Regions from separate parts of the Mus musculus genome. Here region 1 is linked to region 2. Evidence: chromatin contacts called from public ChIA-PET data. All regions are on one chromosome and are shown on one strand. Each heading gives the region's core, a stretch centred on a gene start, on an enhancer-like site or on the middle of the called end of the contact. The rest is flanking DNA. Distances are from core to core; before and after follow the strand shown. Region 1 overlaps Acvrl1 (activin A receptor, type II-like 1). Region 2 overlaps Gm52176 (a long non-coding RNA gene).

Region 1 (5,092 bases), core at 1,010-3,509, 240 kb before region 2:
TCCAGTCCTGAGCCTCAGTGACCAAGGACAAGTCACTATAAAGTGGGAATTCTTTTAATCGCCAGCCTCACTTCTTCTCAGAGGAGAGGCCAAAGACCTGCCAAGGTCGTAAGCAACTCGGTGACAGTCATCCCAACCAGTCCTAGTGAAGGGCACAACTCTAGGTCAGCCAGGTACTCAGCACAGACGTGATGCAGGAGAGTGGTGGACTGCAGGTTAGCGCTGTTCCCCTATTGCAATTATCTGGGGGACAAGCAAGTCAATCTAGGTGGCTCAAGCCCAAGTTATCTATTTATCTGTCTAACCGTCTTCCTCCTCCTCTTCCTCCCTTTCCTCCTCCTCCTTCTCCTGCTTTGAAACTGTCAGAAGTCTGAACACTCAGACAGGCAGTTCTGGTGGCAGAGGAAGGAAGGGAGCTGGGGTACTTGAATCCTTCGTCCTATCTGCCGCTATCAGTTGCCCTTGGGCAACCGCAACCGGCGGAGGGGCTGTTGGTGATGGAGGTGATAATCTAGTATGCCCTGGCTTCTCGCCGCCACTGTGTCTCCCTGGGCAGCCCTCCCCTTCTTGTGTTCCTGCAGCCGGGGATGTAGGTCAATAGGAGTGGGTGGGTGAGAAAGAACAGAGACTCATCCAGACATGACACCCCTCAGGGCAACAGTGGTAACACTTGAACCTGGAAACTGCCTGAAAATAGACAGTGTGTCTATGACATTATGCAAATTGTATGCAAAGTCGAGGAGCCCTCTGTCTCTATTTCTAGCAAACGGAATGTGGTCCTGGTAGAAGCAGCAGCTTGTTTCAAGAGTCGCCCACCCGGAGCGATGACTGCACAGTTACCATCAATCCCAGCCCTGGGACACTGGACTGGGCACACAAACCCCTACCCTATCCCAGAGTAGGCTTCAATGCATGCAGATTTTGCCATCTTTTGGGCTGCCATTTCTTTATTCCGTTTGTATCCCTGACTGACCTCTGAAATCATCTTGTGGCTAAGGATAACCCTGAAATCCTGATCCTCCTGCCTCCACCTCCCAGGTGCTGGGATTGTAGGTATGCCTGGCTACACCTGGCTTTGGGATGCTGATCTTAATGCAAGGGGTAAGCCAGGGGAGGCATTGCTCCTTCCTCACAGGCTAGGGTGAGGTAGGACTGAGAGAGGATGGAGTCTGGGAAGGAAAGGAGCTGTCCATGAAAGCCGGGGTACCAAGAGGCCTTGGCAGAGGAAGGGCTGAGCGTCAGTGTCAAGGCTCAGGCTGCAGGGGCCACCCTCACTCCGTTTTGCATGCCCTACCAACCATACCCTCTCAGGGAGGGATAGAAATGCTTCCTCACTTTTTATATGTAATAAGGAAGTTGGAGGCTGGGGTCACCGCAGGAAATCAGAGCAAAGAGCAGAGAGGCTTGCGATTTCTCTTTCTTTTCCCCCAAGGCAGTAACAGCATGTGCAAGTGGCCAAGAATTTGGGTCCTAGTAACCTCGAAAGATTCTCTTCTAACAGCATGGTGACGGGTCAGTCCTGCCAGATCCTGTCCAGCCCACACGGAACTCTTGCACGGCTGTTTTCCCGCTGCCCTTTTCCCGGTCCTCAACCACACTGTGGTCATTTAGGGGCCTGGCCTGCCAGGCTGTGTGGACTCCAGGGGAAGGAAAGGTGGGAGAATGGGAATGCTATTAGTGTCACCATCCTCTGAGGGCTCCCTTCAGAGTCCTCGGGAAAGGTCTTGTCTGCTGTATGTGCCAGGGAGAGGTCCACGACCCCAGCGCAGAAGGCTGCAGATTTGTGCCCACTTGGGAGGCATGGGGAGCAGACCAAATTGTCAACCGCAGAAGAAACTGGGGCACCCTCCCTGTTTTCCTAAGAAAGGTCCAACACCCTCTTCTTAGAAAGTTTGTATTTCTGGGCTGGATTGAACCAAAAGACTCCTCCCAGCTTCCTTCAGTACGGTCTCCTATTCTCTCTCACCCCTCCAGTGGCACTTTGCTCATAGTTTCTGGGGTGGGGCGGAAGGGGACATGAGGTGTTCTCTGAGATTTCCAGGTAAGGGGAGCTTTTCATTCCGGGGGTGTGGACTAATTGCAGACAAGGGGTGGGGAGCACCTAGGGAGGGAATTAAGAAGGAGCTGAACAGGGAGGGGCGGAGCCGCCTCTGAGTAAGGAAGCACAAAGCTCCTTTGCTAGGTGTGGTTTCCAGGCACAGTCCCTACAGCCCAGAACAGCTGAACGCATGCACGCAAGCACGCACGCTGCGGCAGGGACGGGAAGGAGGGCCCAGGCCTACTGGGAGGAGCCAGCCCGCTGTAGGAAGGGAGCAGGGCAGCCGTGGGCAGCGCATTGGCCAGCAGAGGGCGACGTGGCTGTCATGGATCAGGTTGCTGTCTATCCCGGGTGGGATCTGAAGTTTGAACCTCACTCAGCACGGTTCTAGGTATGGGGGCATTCTAGAGCAAGCCTGTCCCAGGGAAATTTGGTGGTGTGTACTTTGGGATGCTCTACTTCCCATCCCCCTAGGGTTCTCTCTGGACCCCTGCAACTGGACCACTGCGGGGGGGTACTAGCCTGGAAGGCAGCAGAAACTCAGGGGGTCAAACATGGTTTATTGAAGACCTACTACATGCCTGTCACAGGCCAAGTGCTCCCACAAACTGTGTGGTTCCACTCACACACCTGCACTGGGAAGCATTTGAAGATAGTTGTCTCTAGAGGGCCACTCTCCTTGCCACGTTTCCAGTTGTTCAACCCCCCCCCCCCACCTCCACTTAGGATTTCCTGGCCTTGGAGGAGCTACTGTCTTCTGGCTCTGACTGTGGAGTCTGGGGATAAATTTGTTCCCAAGTTCAGTAGAAATAAAATCCTTCAGGCAAGAAAGCGATTCCCTGGCTCCAGTGACGGGAGAACCTTCAGACTTTGCCCCCACTGGTCTGGGGAAAGCCGGACTACTTTCTGTTTTTGTCTCGTTTCACTTCCTGGTTCTCCTTGGTCCTTGCATATTGCTGAAAGACAGGCTTGAGAGAGAGAACAGCGCTGGAGAGCTGGGAGGTCACACTGGAGGAACTCAAGAGGTCGGGGCCTGTGTGGAGCATGATGAACTCTCGCCGTTTCTCCCTTCAGTGGCCAATAGTTTCTAGGCCAGGTCTTCCCAAGATGGAGGCTGACCTTGTCTCTTGCCTGAACCCTGCTTTACCCTTCTTAAGCCTCGCCTACAGTTCACTTCTCTTCAGTCCATCAACCCAGGCTTCAGTTTCACCTGTTCAGTACGTGGGTGAACCCTTCACATTTCTAAATACCAGACTCTCTGTGTTTCTCTAGGCTACGTTCTCCCAAGGCTCACTTTCTGGGGTCTGGCCCAGGGTGTGGGCTTTGGCCAGAGAGTCACAGCCGGGGGTGGGGGTGGGGAGCAGAACCCTGGTTGCTGGAGGCTTCTTGACAGGGGCTAAGTTTCTTTCAGTATTGGAGACCCCAAAGGAAGCCACCCTTGAGCCCTGGGCAGAAGGCCAAGCCGCAGAGGGAGTCAGAAGTTCTTGTACTGCCTGGGTCCTGAGGTGGCTGCTAGCATAGCTTAAGGCAAGAACTGGGGCCTGGAGACTAGCCTAGGGGGCACTTTAGGCCATGCTGGAACCTGGCCGTTATTTACAAACCCCAGCTTGACTCAAGCGACAGCGGACAGGGCATAATAGACAAGACTCAGCTTTCACACAGCCTGAGCTTCAAAGAAAATCAGGCTCTGAGACACCTCAGAGGACATTGAGGCAAAACCTAAGATGGTAAGATGGTGAAGACCTCTCCTATCGAACGGAGCAATGCTGGGTCGATCGCTTCCACCATGATTGACCTTCTCCTCAGAGAGCCCTTGGATTTTGATGACCTAGTGAGTCAGCTGAGATGGTAAGGGGACAGAGGGTGGAAGAGTCAGGTACCGCCTGTCCCAAGAGACTAGCCAGGGGCTCTAATCAGGACAACTAAAAGGCATCATAGAAGCAATAAACACCCACAGAGAGACACTGAGGCTGCTGAGTATCCCTGGCTGAGCCCCGGCAGGTGGAATGTCTGCTGAAGCTGGACAGGGCCCTGTGCCATCCTGGCAGCTCTGACAGTTCAGTAAGGTTGACCAAGGGTAGGGAAGAGTGAAAGCCCAGGATCCGGGCCCGGGATTCCCTGGCTTGGCCACCCTGCCCTGGGAGTGGTAGTGGGTGTACCCTGCTGGCCTTGGGGATGGGGAACCCAGCCAGGCGTCAGAGAGCCGGCCACTTTGAGCAGCCCAGACGGAGGCAGATCGAATTTCAGCTCAGCTGTATTTTTGGCTGGATGGGCTGGGAGCCAAGCTGAGCAGGCACACACAGGGCAGCGTGCACACTCTCTTCACTCCCTCTACCCAGACAGGCTATGTCTTCTGCCCCAGCACACACTTTAGGCAGAGGAAGCCTGGTGGCCCTGGGCTAGTGAATCACTTTGGGCTTCTCTGGATTGTGACTGAGCTTCTGCAATGTCTTCTTTATGCGCAGTGCGGTGAGGCGAGCAGAGGGGTTGGGGTACCAGCACTCTCTCATCATCTGGGCCAGCCCGGAGAGGACCTGGGGGGTTGGGAGAGGAGCAGAGAGGAAAAAGAGGTACATGGGTCAGGAAGATGGAAAGGAGGCCCGGAAATGGCTCAGGATCGGGAGACATAGCAGGAGAAGGGACAGGGAGAGCATGTATTGGACAGGAGGCAAGAGAAGAGAATGGAGCCAGGTGGTGGTGCACACCTTTAATCCCAGCACTTAAGAGGCAAAGTCAGGAGGATCTTTGAGTTCCAGGCCAGCCAGGACTAGAGTGAGAGACAGGATAGCTAGGGTGAGATAGATCCTGTCTTGAAAAACCAAGGGGGGGGTAGAGGGAGGGGGAGGGGAGGAGCTGAGAATGAGGGAGGGAGAAGTGGAAGAAGGTGGCAAAACAAGCAGGAGAGAGCATAGGAGGGTGTGGAGGTCTTTGAGAGCCGCGCAGTGCACGGCCTCTGGTGAGCACCTGTCCCCCACCCCGCCCCCATGGCAGGATCCGCTGTGAAGGGTTTTCCTGCAAGTCTGTGTTGCACCTCTTGCAGCCTGAGACCTAGTG
Region 2 (5,330 bases), core at 1,328-3,827:
TTCAGTTAGGATCTTTCACTGGCCTGAAACTCCTCAAGTAGGCTAGCTGAACAGGCATCCCAGTACTTGGGAGGCAGAGGCAGGTGGATCACTGAGTTCAAAACCAGCCCATCTACAGAGCGAGTTCTTTGACAGATAAGAATACACAGAGAAACCTTATCTGGGGGTGGGTGGGAGGTGGTATGGGGGTGTGTGCAGGGGGAGGGAGCAGGCTGGCTGGCCAGCAAACTCCAGGATTCTACCTGTATCTGCCTCGCTGGCACCAGGATTATAAGCGTATGTCCCTACACCAAAATTTTTTAAATGGGTTTTGGGGGTGGACTCAGGTCCTTAGGCACTTTGCCAACTGAGCCATCACCTCCCATCCCTGGAATCTTTTAAAAATTAAAACCAATAAAATGAGGCATGGTGAAGTTAAGAAACTTGGCCAAGTTGCACCTCGGAAACAAAGAAGACAAGAATTCAGGCCATGATGAGTTAACAAATTCCCCAGAAACATGTCATCTCCCCCAGTACAGCTGCACAGGCTAGAGCAGGACAGAGCAGCTTGGAGGGGCAGGACCTCTGGGTCTGCCCTGACTGCAGTCAAGCTTGGCTGTCACCTGCTCCTCATGTGTAGGATGCATGCCTCTGCTCAGACCTTGTCTAAGGCTCCCCACTCTCCCATGAGCCTCGCCCAGAAAAAAGTCACAAAGAACAGCCAGCATTTTCAAGCTTACCAACATCACGAATATCCTGAAAATTCTGGACCCCTGAAAGTCTCCCTAAATTGGAGTGTAACAGAAAACCACCACCCCAATTACACAGGCCTTGAAATCTCTTCTCATATGCTAATAATCTATGCCACACGATGCACCCCTCCCCCAAAACAAATGTCCATTTCCAGAGTTGTCTCTGGGTCTCATCTCTCAGGGTTAACTAACCAATGCTATCTGGAGATGCCGCTGTGGAGTGTCCCAGCTTAGGAGAGTGTCACTATTATCAAGTGGTAGATGCAGAGATGCTACTAAACATTTTAAAATGCTTAGCTTACCCCCATCACCAAATCACCATGTTCAAAAGTCAGCAGTACCGAGAATGTGACCCTTTCCTTGCCCAACGCTCACCTGATACCTGTGTGCAGGCGAGTGTCCTTTATGTGGAACACCCGGAACGGAAGTGTTCCAGATTCCAGGGATTTCCACACTTAGTGTGTCTTCGAAGGACTCTGTTGTCCAAGCATCCTTGATTCAGAAGCCCAAAATACAAAACACCCTAGAATCGAAAAGTTTTTGGAGCTCCATTTTAACACTTTGGGACCATCTGAGATCTCAGATCTTCAGAACAGAAATACTCAAGATATATTCCTTCATGAATCGCCAAGAAAAAGCCACTGCCATACTACCTATGGCCAACAGATCACGGTACCTCCTGAGGCAGCCCATTTCAACAAAACTCCTCAATGTTCAGAATTTGCCCCTGTAAGTTTGAACCAACCATTTCTGATGTTAATTTTGAGGTCAAAGAGTTGCCCCTGCTCCACACCAGAGCTAAGTAACCAGACAGCCGCTATGGTAGCTATGTGTTCTAAGTGCTTGTCCAGACAGGTAAGTAAGTAACCAGACAGCTAAGTAACCAGACAGCAGCTACAGTAGCTCTATGTTCTAACTGCTCGTCCAGACAGGTAGTAAGTAACCAGACGGGGGCTATTGTAGCTATGTGTTCTAACTGCTCATCCAAACAAGCTACACACACTCCTCTGTGTTCACTTAGGTTTCATCCTGAAATTCAAGAGAAAGAAACATGTCTACCTTATCTTGTCCACTCACTGACTAACACTGAGTATGTGAGTAGCAGTTACTAACATGCAACTAAGTTAACATGAGGTGGAAGGAAGTCCACGCTTTAGTCTGAGTATGCACCCCAAAGGCTGTTAAGAGGTAAAGAGACTTTTTATAAGGTGGGGCCTAGCAGTAAGTCAGCAGGCCGCTGGGGTGTAGAGACCTTTAGAGGGCACTAACACAGTCTGGCTCCTGTGCTGCTGCCTGACAAGTTTCAGGGACATTCCCTCAGGAAAAGTAGCTCTTGGTACCTTAGCATGGCGTGTGCTGTGACGTCTGGACCCTCAGCCTCCTGGTGTACAACATTAAACCTCTTCTCTTCAGAAGCTACCCAGCTTTGTGGATTTGCATGGAATGATGGGTAGAATAACCTGCCAAGCTGCCATAATTCTTGGACAAGAGAAATACCAAATCACTGAGCACACAAACAGGCCTTTGACTCCCATACTCAACTACTACTCCCACATGAGGTACCTTCTACTTCATCTACGGGGGGGGTGGGGGGAGGAGGAGAGGGGGCCATCATGGAATCACGGTCATCTCTCCCGTCAAGAAGAATCCTCTTTACCTTTCTCAAGAAAAATAACCCAAATCTCAGCAGGACTCCATAATAGGCTGCCAATCAATCTCCCTGGTCCGCTCAGCTCGACTGCAGAACTGCCAAAAGCCAACACGGAAACCTGCAACACTGTACGTGCATTATACCACTGGAGACATCGGTAGCATCGGTGGCCTAAGAGATAGTCTCTCTTGGGAGGAAAGGGCTTTGTAAACAGGAAACCTCAACTGCAAAGGACCCATTTATACAGCACAGCTCACTTGAAAACTGTAAACAAGTTGTTAAGCCTCACCAATATGACCTTCACTTCCACCCCACCTCATCAGCCCATCAGCTCAAACCCCATTTTCATTACTACCTCAGATTCTCCCACTGGCTAGTTATCCTGCTTCCCACAGGAAACTTAGAGTGCCTTAGGGCCTGCGTCAGGACCATGCTCCCAGCTTCACGATAACCACATTCGACACACACAGACCTCTCACTTACTCGAATACATCCTGCTTTGGAATCAGTCTTCGAAGCTTATTTGGGTATGTTAAACAGTCAACAAATATCAATAAACTAACAAATAGTAGCTGAGTGCCTAGAATATACTACGCATCCTAGATCTTGAAGAAAACTAAAAAATATTCTTTAGTTATTGCCCTTGAAATCCCAAGACTCATTTATTAAAAATAGCAAGTATCAGAAAACAACCGGCTACTACATTACAGCCATACATTAGGAAGACATTTGTTCGGAAACAAAGACAAGGGCTCTCGGGTCTCACTTCTTGAAGTCAATGTCAGAAACAAACAAAGACACACAATTATCCATCCCCTTGTTATACACCCATGTTTTATATATAAAAGCATTTTTTATTTGTAGGCACACTAAATTATATGATTAGTATCTTACTTCCTTTTTTAACAACAGTGGTAGACAGAACAAATCACAACCACAAATTCAATTCTCTGAATGACAAACCTGAGGCTTTAGAAAAGGGAGGGTATCCAGGCAGTCTGTTGACAGCAAACCTAACCGTGTAGAGCTGTCCTCACAGCCTCCAGTGTGCCCCAGAGCCTCTAATCTCCCCACTTCCTGGCCACTTCCTGCCAATGCTGTGAGAAGCAACCATGAAAAGCTCAACCGACTAAGTAAAGGTTTTCTGAGGTTTTTTTTTTTTTTTTTTTTTTTTTCCCTTTAGAGAGAATCTGTGTGCAGATTCCTCCACTCAGGTTCTTCATAGTGTGAAAAGTCTGGGCTCCAGCTCCCCTGAATCCAAAACGATGGCTGCACATGACAGGGTGAGGAGGGAGAGAGGAAGAGAGGGGATGATGGGGGAGGGAGTTGTGGAAGAGAGGGGATGATGGGGGGAGGAAGGGTGGAAGAGAGGATGATGGGGAGAGAGGGTGGAAGAGAGGGGATGATGGGGGAGGGAGGGTGGAAGAGAGGATGATGGGAGGGAGGGTGGAAGAGAGGGGGTGATGGGGGAAGAAGGGAGAAAAGAGGGGATGATGGGGAAGGGAGGGGGAAGAGAGGGGATGATGGGGGAGGGAGGGTGGAAGAGAGGATGATGATGGGGAGAGAGGGTGGAAGAGAGGATGATGAGAGGGAGGGTGGAAGAGAGGGGGTGATGGGGGAAGAAGGGGGAAAATAGGGGATGATGGGGAAGGGAGGAGGAAGAGAGGGGATGATGGGGGAGGGAGGGTGGAAGAGAGGATGATGGGGAGGGAGTTGTGGAAGAGAGGGAATGATGGGGGAGGGAGGGTGGAAGAGAGGATGATGGGAGGGAGGGTGGAAGAGAGGGGGTGATGGGGGAAGAAGGGGGGAAAAGAGGGGATGATGGGGGAGGGAGGGGGAAGAGAGGGGATGATGGGGGAGGGAGGGGGAAGAGAGGGGATGATGGGGGAGGGAGGGGGAAGAGAAGATATCCAGAGCAAAAAGAGAAAACACGTGTTTGCTTAAATATTAACTGTTCCTTTATGAACATCTCATCTGTGTGACTAAAATGTACCTTCAGAGATTAGCCAAGTGCCTAAAATACGGTAGGTGGTTAATAAATGTTCGCCCAGTGGGTGAATGAATCTGTTTTTCTTGAATACCATGGGCCCCTCGAGGGCACAGACCTCTCTTCTGTACATCTGAATCCTTGTTTTCGAGTAGGCAGTCAATAACCCGTTGAATCACTCAGCTAGTGGATGAGGAGCGGCTCATGGGTTGAGGGGGGAGGTGATGCTGGCATTCTCTGCTTTCTTGGATTTCTTGGCATCGCTGATCACAAGGCTAAAGTAATGGCTAATGGTGCGCCTCGCTGAGATGCAGTCTGCACTGAGCAAAGCAGGCCACCCAGGACGACCCCTGGGCCCCAAAGCCCACTGAAATTATTCAAAGTAGCCAATCCATGGTGTCTCCCAGGCCTTCTTCCTTCAGACCAATGTGGGGTATCCCCGTGTGGCCCTGAGAAACTGGGCAGTCGGACCATGTTGTGTTGCCAGACAGATGCCTTTATAAATTAGGCCCCCAAACAGATCAGTTTGCTACTAAAGAACCGAACACAATCCAACCTATCCCTAAGTGCTGCCTCGCGCCGCCCTTAGGGAAACTTGGCTATGAGGTCACAAACACCTCTGCAGATTTAACCAGGATCTTCTTTCTCTCTGTACACACTACTAGCAAAACTTAATGCCTCGCACAGAGCAATCACTTCAAAAGCCAAATTTTACATAGGCAGGAAAAAACTGCTTGACATTTTATACTCTGATCAACTATTTAATTAGCCATTCTGACTTTTAAAATTGACATTTTAATTAACTTTTCCTGCTGCTATGGCTCTGACAAAGGAATTTAAGGGGGAAAGAGCTTATTAGGGTCATAGCTCCAAGTTACAGTCCCTCATGGCAGGAAAGTCATAAGAGCTTGGAAGAACTCGTTACATGACATCCACAGCCAAGAGCAAAAACAACAGACTA

The links. ChIA-PET counts read pairs in DNA pulled down with a chosen protein or histone mark.
Region 1: an RNA polymerase II ChIA-PET map of memory CD8 T cells shows a contact between it and region 2, with 8 read pairs. The contact joins two enhancer-like sites. A contact is called at or near these places in 3 of 39 promoter capture datasets (3T3-L1-derived adipocytes, hippocampal neurons and pre-B cells) and 2 of 115 datasets of contacts at active chromatin or transcription factors (memory CD8 T cells and stem cell-derived neural progenitor cells).

Annotation. Positions count from the first base shown.
Region 1 is chr15:101,142,823-101,147,914 of GRCm38.p6, reverse strand. It overlaps Acvrl1 (activin A receptor, type II-like 1), which reads right to left. Exons shown (of 11, transcript NM_001277257.1): 11 at 2,579-4,572. The coding sequence ends at 4,438. Among named protein-coding and RNA genes, the nearest start is that of Acvrl1, 17 kb to the right of the region's middle. Within about 2 kb of position 2,259, at least 296 of the 459 cell types and tissues checked have an H3K27ac peak or open chromatin away from gene starts, as enhancers often do. A contact at or near this core is called in memory CD8 T cells, where this site is marked.
Region 2 is chr15:100,903,313-100,908,642 of GRCm38.p6, reverse strand. Gm52176 (a long non-coding RNA gene) reads left to right here. Exons shown (of 3, transcript XR_003951486.1): 3 at 1-3,504. It also overlaps a transcript of Scn8a not described here. Among named protein-coding and RNA genes, the nearest start is that of Gm52176, 16 kb to the left of the region's middle. Within about 2 kb of position 2,577, at least 48 of the 459 cell types and tissues checked have an H3K27ac peak or open chromatin away from gene starts, as enhancers often do. A contact at or near this core is called in memory CD8 T cells, where this site is marked.